Regions from separate parts of the Mus musculus genome. Here region 1 is linked to region 2. A link is a contact called in public HiCAR-type data. All regions are on one chromosome and are shown on one strand. The core of a region is the stretch at or near the end of the contact, and the rest is flanking DNA. Distances in the headings are between cores, read along the strand shown.

The links. HiCAR-type assays count read pairs that join an accessible place to other places.
Region 1: a contact with region 2 is called in a HiCAR-type map of fibro-adipogenic progenitors, with 2.9 times the contacts expected there. The contact joins two enhancer-like sites.

Annotation. Positions count from the first base shown.
Region 1 is chr1:150,871,897-150,875,274 of GRCm38.p6, forward strand. The region is part of intron 2 of Hmcn1 (hemicentin 1); the gene reads right to left. Among named protein-coding and RNA genes, the nearest start is that of Hmcn1, 120 kb to the right of the region's middle. Within about 2 kb of position 1,550, at least 31 of the 459 cell types and tissues checked have an H3K27ac peak or open chromatin away from gene starts, as enhancers often do. A contact at or near this core is called in fibro-adipogenic progenitors, where this site is marked.
Region 2 is chr1:150,549,854-150,553,199 of GRCm38.p6, forward strand. No RefSeq gene overlaps it. Among named protein-coding and RNA genes, the nearest start is that of Gm41967, 79 kb to the left of the region's middle. Within about 2 kb of position 1,743, at least 8 of the 459 cell types and tissues checked have an H3K27ac peak or open chromatin away from gene starts, as enhancers often do. A contact at or near this core is called in fibro-adipogenic progenitors, where this site is marked.

The DNA of each region.
Region 1 (3,378 bases), core at 300-2,799, 320 kb after region 2:
GGCTTGGAGAAATTAGGCCCCAGCCTGATCTTCTCAAAGCTCTATCCTATTGCTATGTGAACATAGCTGTCCCACATACTTTTGGGTTTTTTAAGACTATGCCATTTTCTCAAAGGAAAATTAAGTTCTATGGAGAGGTTTGCATTTTGGGAGGATCAAAACTATATACAAAAGTTGTAAGTGCCATTCAGCTATGTAGAAATCTCTCGGTTATTATTTTTGTGGAATATTTTTTTTTGGTATTTCAAGTGTTTGACTGATGTGCTTTTTGTTCCCTAAAACATTTGGATAAAATAGTTAGACGCATAATAGTGCCAATAATTTTTTTTTCCTAAAACTCAACAAGCTTTATAATTTCTCATAAAGAATGTGACCCCAGGCAGCCCTCTTTCCTACATATTTACAACTGTATTAATGGCCAAGCTCTGTGTGATCTGAACACCAGTGGTTGTCATTTGTCATCCCCTCCTTTCCCCCAGAGAGAAAGTTCATTTGCCTTTCAACTTAAATTCTCTGTCCACCAGATGAAAAGAAATAAAATACATGTATAAATTCGCAATCAGCGTAATGATGTAAGCATAGAAACTTCTGTCAGTGTTTCTTACAAATGTTTAGATTAGTTTTCTCATTCCACTTCTCAATGGGAAAATAAACTAAGACAGAGGCGATGTTAATAGGCGAGTATTTAATAAGCCTCAAACAGCATTCTCTTCTCACTTTTAAAGACCAATTTAAATGTGAAGGGATTTTTTTTTTAGATGTTTGATCTTCCACAGGTCCAAGTTCAGTTTTAATAGAGCGGTAATCTTTGCTGTACTTGACTTGTTTTGGCAGGGGGTGGGGTGGGAGGTGGGGTCAGAAAGGTCAGGAAATTATAATGTCCAAAAAATCTATGAAAATTTTATAAAATATATAACATACTTAGTTACTCATACTAATTTATGAAACAATAAAACACTCTCCAAACAAAGAAAACAGTATATACTTCTTACATTAAATATGAAGTGTTAATGCAATCTAGACTTGTTATGTTTGTTTGTTTGCTTGTTTGATTTGGCCCTTACTTAATAAAGTTTTTGCTTTTATTGAAAAGAGAAGCATTCACTAGAAAGTTTCGAATTAAAATACTCCCATGGTCTCTTGATGTGTGTAATAGCACTCAGTGTTGAATGAAAGGAAAAACTGAATATCTCATTTCTTTCTCAACAAGATATTCTAATTGGGCCCTTGTGGATCTTATGACAACACAAAGCCAAAACAAAACAGCAATAAATAATAATTAATTAGACATGCCTCGCCCAGAGCAAATGTCTAGAGATGTGGACCCCAGCTCCACTTCCAAGAGAGTAGTGTTTTCTTTTGTTTTGTTTTTGTCTTTTTGGAGGTAAAAAAATCAAATGACCCTACATATTGACTGCATCAGACCCAATTCCAGAGGATGTTGGGAAGAACACTGCCAAGAGAGTCAACGGGGTGTGAGTCAGGAAGCAGGATCCTTCACCCTGGAGACAGATGGCGCAGGGAGGATTCGGGCACTCCCTGAAGATCCTTCAAAACACAAGCGGGGAGAGGCAGGAAACAGCCGTGCTGTGCCAGGTCTTATTTGGAATGTAGCTATTTTCAGTCTCTTCGGACTTTTGTGAAGAGAGTTCAGCTGTATTCTTACAGAGAAAGAAGCAAGCACTGTAAATCTCTTGCTAATAGGTCTTGGGCTTGAATTCTCCCCTTAAGTGGCCTTTCTGAGTCTCTAAAATATTATGAAAACTGAGATTGGATTTTTAAGGTATCTTTGTACCATTGAGTTTAAATCATTCTCATACAATGTTGTTGCTAATGTTCTTTTTTTTTTTTAAGTGTTATTCATTTATCCAACAACTATCGAAACCCCTCCCTATAACCGTGGTTCTTCCTCTAGATGAAGCACAGGCTACGTGAGAACTATGGGGCTCTTGTGCTCAGAGGTTCACAGTAAAATAGGTGAATGTAGAGACGGAGGCAACCAAGAACATGGAATGCCACCAGGGATAATCCCTTAATGGGATAAACAATTCTCTAACAACTTTTTTTTTCCTCAGAGAATCTCAACATCTAAAGATTTTTCAATTGTAAGGGAGAAAAAAGTGACTGCATATTAAGTAGCAATTTAATGGCCATTGTAGCAACACGCTATAAGGGCAAAGGGATGGAGGATTACTGATAGGAAACATAATTAAAATCAAGGGATGCTTATGCAAATTCATCTGCATATTCATTAACTATAACTCAGTTCCGTGTGCACACCAAGACATGCACAAACAGAAGCAGCCCCAGAGTTCCCACTCAAGCTGCTCGGCTAACACTGCAACTAATTAAATACTATCCTTCAAACTTCACTTTGACCTGTGCTCATGTGCACATTCTGGAGTAGCTATCTATCACTCCATCCTCTAGAGCCGGTGGTATATTGGGCCGTGTTGTGAGACTTTCCCAACACTTGGCAAACTGATGGATAAGCATGAACCATGCAGATAGTCATGAGGTTCTGCCTTTGGAACTGAACGCTGCTGCACAGGGAAGACAGAACAGTGTTTTAAAATGATAAGTCTCTGCACTAGAATGGTGGAACGAGAGCGATCAGAAGGTCTAATGGCCTGGGAGAAAGCATGCCAGCCTCGTGACGGAACCTCCTGTTGGACCTGAGGACAAAGGGGAAGCTAAGAAGCTGCGGCCTATCTCTGCTGACAGTGTGCTGATGGAGACGGAGATGCCTGAATCAATTATCTGAGGAAAGGAAGACTTGAAAGAGTGGTAAGATCCAGGGTGTTTGCGAGAATTCCAGACTAAAATGTAACAGAGGAAGTCCACTGAGATAGACCAGTAGATCAAGGAGTGGGGAGGTACTATCTAAATAGGATGGTAGCACACACTGCAGTGGCCTGCCGGGCATGACCATAGCCCTGAGGGGAAAGGTAACTATGAACAAGATATTGTGAGTCTACAAGAACCATGGAAAGTGACAAAGAGCCCAGTAAGATGAGAGCCGCAGAAGCCACTGAGAGTGTAGTAAAACTGTCTCACAAAAGCAAATTGTTTTTTTTTGTCTGTTTGTTTTTTTGATATATAACATGCACATGTTTTATCATGGCTCCTGGCACAAAGTTTGAAAAGCACAAACTCAGAACATCTCACAGGCTGTTGATTATATTTGACAACTAACTTTTTACACTTTTGGTTTCAGATCCCAAAGATAATGTACCTTCTAGTACAGGCCTGAGTGAAGAAAAGAAACAAACTGGGTCTGAGGGTGAGTCGGTGGGACTCACAGTCAGGGCTCGGAACACCTCAACTTCTCCTGTTATACCCCAGAAACACTTTGAGGCAGGAGGATGAAAGTACCAA
Region 2 (3,346 bases), core at 493-2,992:
ACCAAAAGGATGGGATGGGAATAAAGCAATGTTAAAAAAAAAAGTGAGCTTTTCACATGTTTGACATATAGTAGGATACTGTGGACCACCTGGTCTATTCTGTAGAAGGGACTTAAAGAAAGAAATGAACAGAGCCACAAGTACTAGCCTTTGGATCCAGAGTTTCAACAATGCCCTACACTGTCTGACATTGTGGTATATGTACAAAAAATAGTGCAGATCTTTCTAATCCAGTAACTTTTTATATCTGCTAGAAATCAGCTATTTTTCTAAAGTTTGGATTGTGGTCTTTTTCTCTCCCCCCATTGCTGAGTTTTTTCCCATATATATTGACTCCAAATAGCCTATAGGTTCTGATGCTAAGAGTCCTTCATAAGCATTGATTTGTGTTTCTGTGCCTACACAAATTTTATTACCACTTGATGACTGTGTTGTCTATACATTGTATTTGCTTGTTATCTTAGTTATTATTCTATTTCCATGAAGAGACATCATGACCAAGGCAGCTTATTCGAGAAAACACTTAATCAGGAGATTGTTTACAGTTTCAGAGGGTTAGTCTGTTATGATCGTGGCAGAATGAGTGGCAGGCAGGAAGGCAGGGAATAGAGCAATAGTTGAGAGCTTTACATCCTGATCTGCCAGCACCAGGTAGAAAGAGATTGAGACTGTGCCTTGGCAGGAGGGCCACACCCCTCTACCTCTTGAATCTCTTATTTGTTGATTCTTAAAAGATCCTATGTGTCTGTTCATACTGATTTAGCCTGATAAGAGGAAACTGCTGATATGGATGATCAAGTACCCAGATGTTAGTAGATCTTGATTATTAGCAATGCAATATTTAGTGCAATGCAGAGAAGAGTTAATATTGGGTTTGTCTACTTGGTGTGGCCTCTTTATACTTTGAACATTCTCCCTTTACAATCATAATCTATCTTGAATTATGAAACATATCCTCCGTGTAACTGTGTGGCCTTAGAAAAGCTTAGGAAAAGGAGGTAAAATACCCTTTAGTCTCATCTTAGGGAGGACCTGAGTGTTACCCAAACTCTGAATATAAGTTGTACCACTGAGCCTATATGAGTGACTGAGGCAAAACACCCAACTAGTAATAAAGAACACGCATTTGCCTTAACTTTCTAATGCTCTCTCCAGAAGTGGGTTGAGTGGCAAGCAGTTTATTGAAGATGTTGCTAGCTTAGTATCATATTTACATCTTCAACAAGCACTGCTACAGGCCTCAAGGAAAGACAGGTAAATCCTGGCAGAAGATGGGTGTTGGGTGCAGGGCATGCATGCTAATGCAGCTAAGGTGAGTGGCCAGTTGCAGGACTGAGGTTATAGAAGGGGCTTGAGGAGGTCTCCTAGAATCCATGATGAAGAACTTGCAGATTCCTAGGCTGCTTCTCTGAGAATAGAAAATTTGAAACAGAGCCTTGGCAGAATGTGGTAGTTGGAAAACTACAGTCACTTTGAGCAGTTACATGCTCTCCTGCTGCTTGCTTGGCAGGGAAATTTCTGACTAGGTGGAGAGGTAATCACACTCTGAAAACTTGGCTGCAGCATCCCCACTAAGGACCCCTTGAGCACAGAGTTACTCAGCAGGCTGGTCACTGAGGGTCACTTGACATTTTGAAAATGTGTTTTAGATACCCTAGCAAGTCTGCTGGTACATTGTTCAGTGTCCCTACAGAGTTGAAGTAGCCTGTGGCCAATGGGCCATGTCATGTACTGCCTGTACACATGGAAATACTTTGTTTAGGAACCTGAGCCAGAGTACGATGAGCTGGTCTCTATCCCACTGTCTGACTCAGAGGTGGAAGTGCCTGGAAACATCAGGACATTGTGGACTAAAAGATTCACAGACACTGCAGGAGCCCACAAACCAATTGGACAAGGACAAAGGGATTCTGTTAACTGCATTATTAGGATCAGAACATGGGCCCTGAGAGCCCTGGCAAGGTAGGCTCAGTCTCCCATCTTTAGTTGGCCAATTAAAGAAAAAAAACTTAGTGAAAAACAGAAAAAGGTTGTTATTCAACATGACCACATTGGGAACAGGAACGAGGAAGTCCATTGCAAAGTTTATCTTTGCAGTCCTGATTTGAGGTTCATGTTCAACAGACCATCCATTATCCTTCTCTCCTCTCTATTCACGCCTACAAGTTGGTCAGACAAGTTGCGTGAACTGTGTGGAATCTCTTTCTGGAAGACAAGGTCCTTGCCTGGCTGGTATAAGCTTTCAGCCTTTTCCATCTCTAATCACAAGCCACCTGGGAAACTGAAGAAGACCAGTGTTCTTATAGAAGAGGAAGACACACCTGAGAAATAGATACAGAAAAGGGGCCAAGTGAAAACACAGTAGGGACATGGTTATCTACAACTCCGTGAAAGGACTCAGGGGAACCCAGACTTGCCAGGACCTTCATTTGGGACTTGTAGCTTCCAGAACTGTGAGAAACACATTTCTGTTGTTTAAGGGACTTGGCCTATGGTCTTTCATTCTGGAAGCTCTAGAAGAGCAGGTAGTACAGGTTTTGTTTATCTGTGTATTCTCTCCTAGGCTTTCCATTTGGTCAACAGTTCTCAACCTGTAGGTCACGAACCCTTTGCAGGTCCAACAACCCTTTCACAGGGGTCACCTAAGGCCATCATACATATCTGATATTAACATTACAATTCATAACAGTATTAAATTTAGTTATGAAGTAGCAACAAAAACAGTTTTATGGTTGGAGGTCACCACAACATGAGGAACTGTATTAAAGGGACACTGCATTAAGAAGATTGAGAACCACTGCATTAGATGTGGCCTGTACTCTCCAGCACCTTGCTTTACCGATTTTTCCTACTTCTCTTATCTTTATCTGTACCCACAGACAACTTTTGGCTGTTTGTCCTGTTACAGGCAAAATGCAGCACATAAGTGTTTCTTCTATCACCAAAAACACCACCATTATATTACAGCTTTTGGAAAAAGAATTCCTGTGGGGAGTGGGAGAAATTCCTCAGTGAATATGTAAAGATTGGATAAAGTCTTGAGTGAATGTATATTATTGGCCTGGGCTTGGCCATGTCAAGCACACCAATGTCTCAACCCGTGGGAGTGGCAAAGCCTTCCTATGGCCCAAGTATGATTATTTATGAATTATTGATTTATGTGTACAAACACTAGGTACTGCAGCTTCCTCATCTGGCATGTTGACAAGCCTGGGACTGCTCCCCTACAGAGAACTGTCTTAGTTAGCCAACACTTCCCCTTGTGCTGTACTTATTAAAAGTGCTAAGGTTCTGGCTTGTGTGGCACAGTTAGTACCACTTTATCAGGGTACACACAACCCATCTG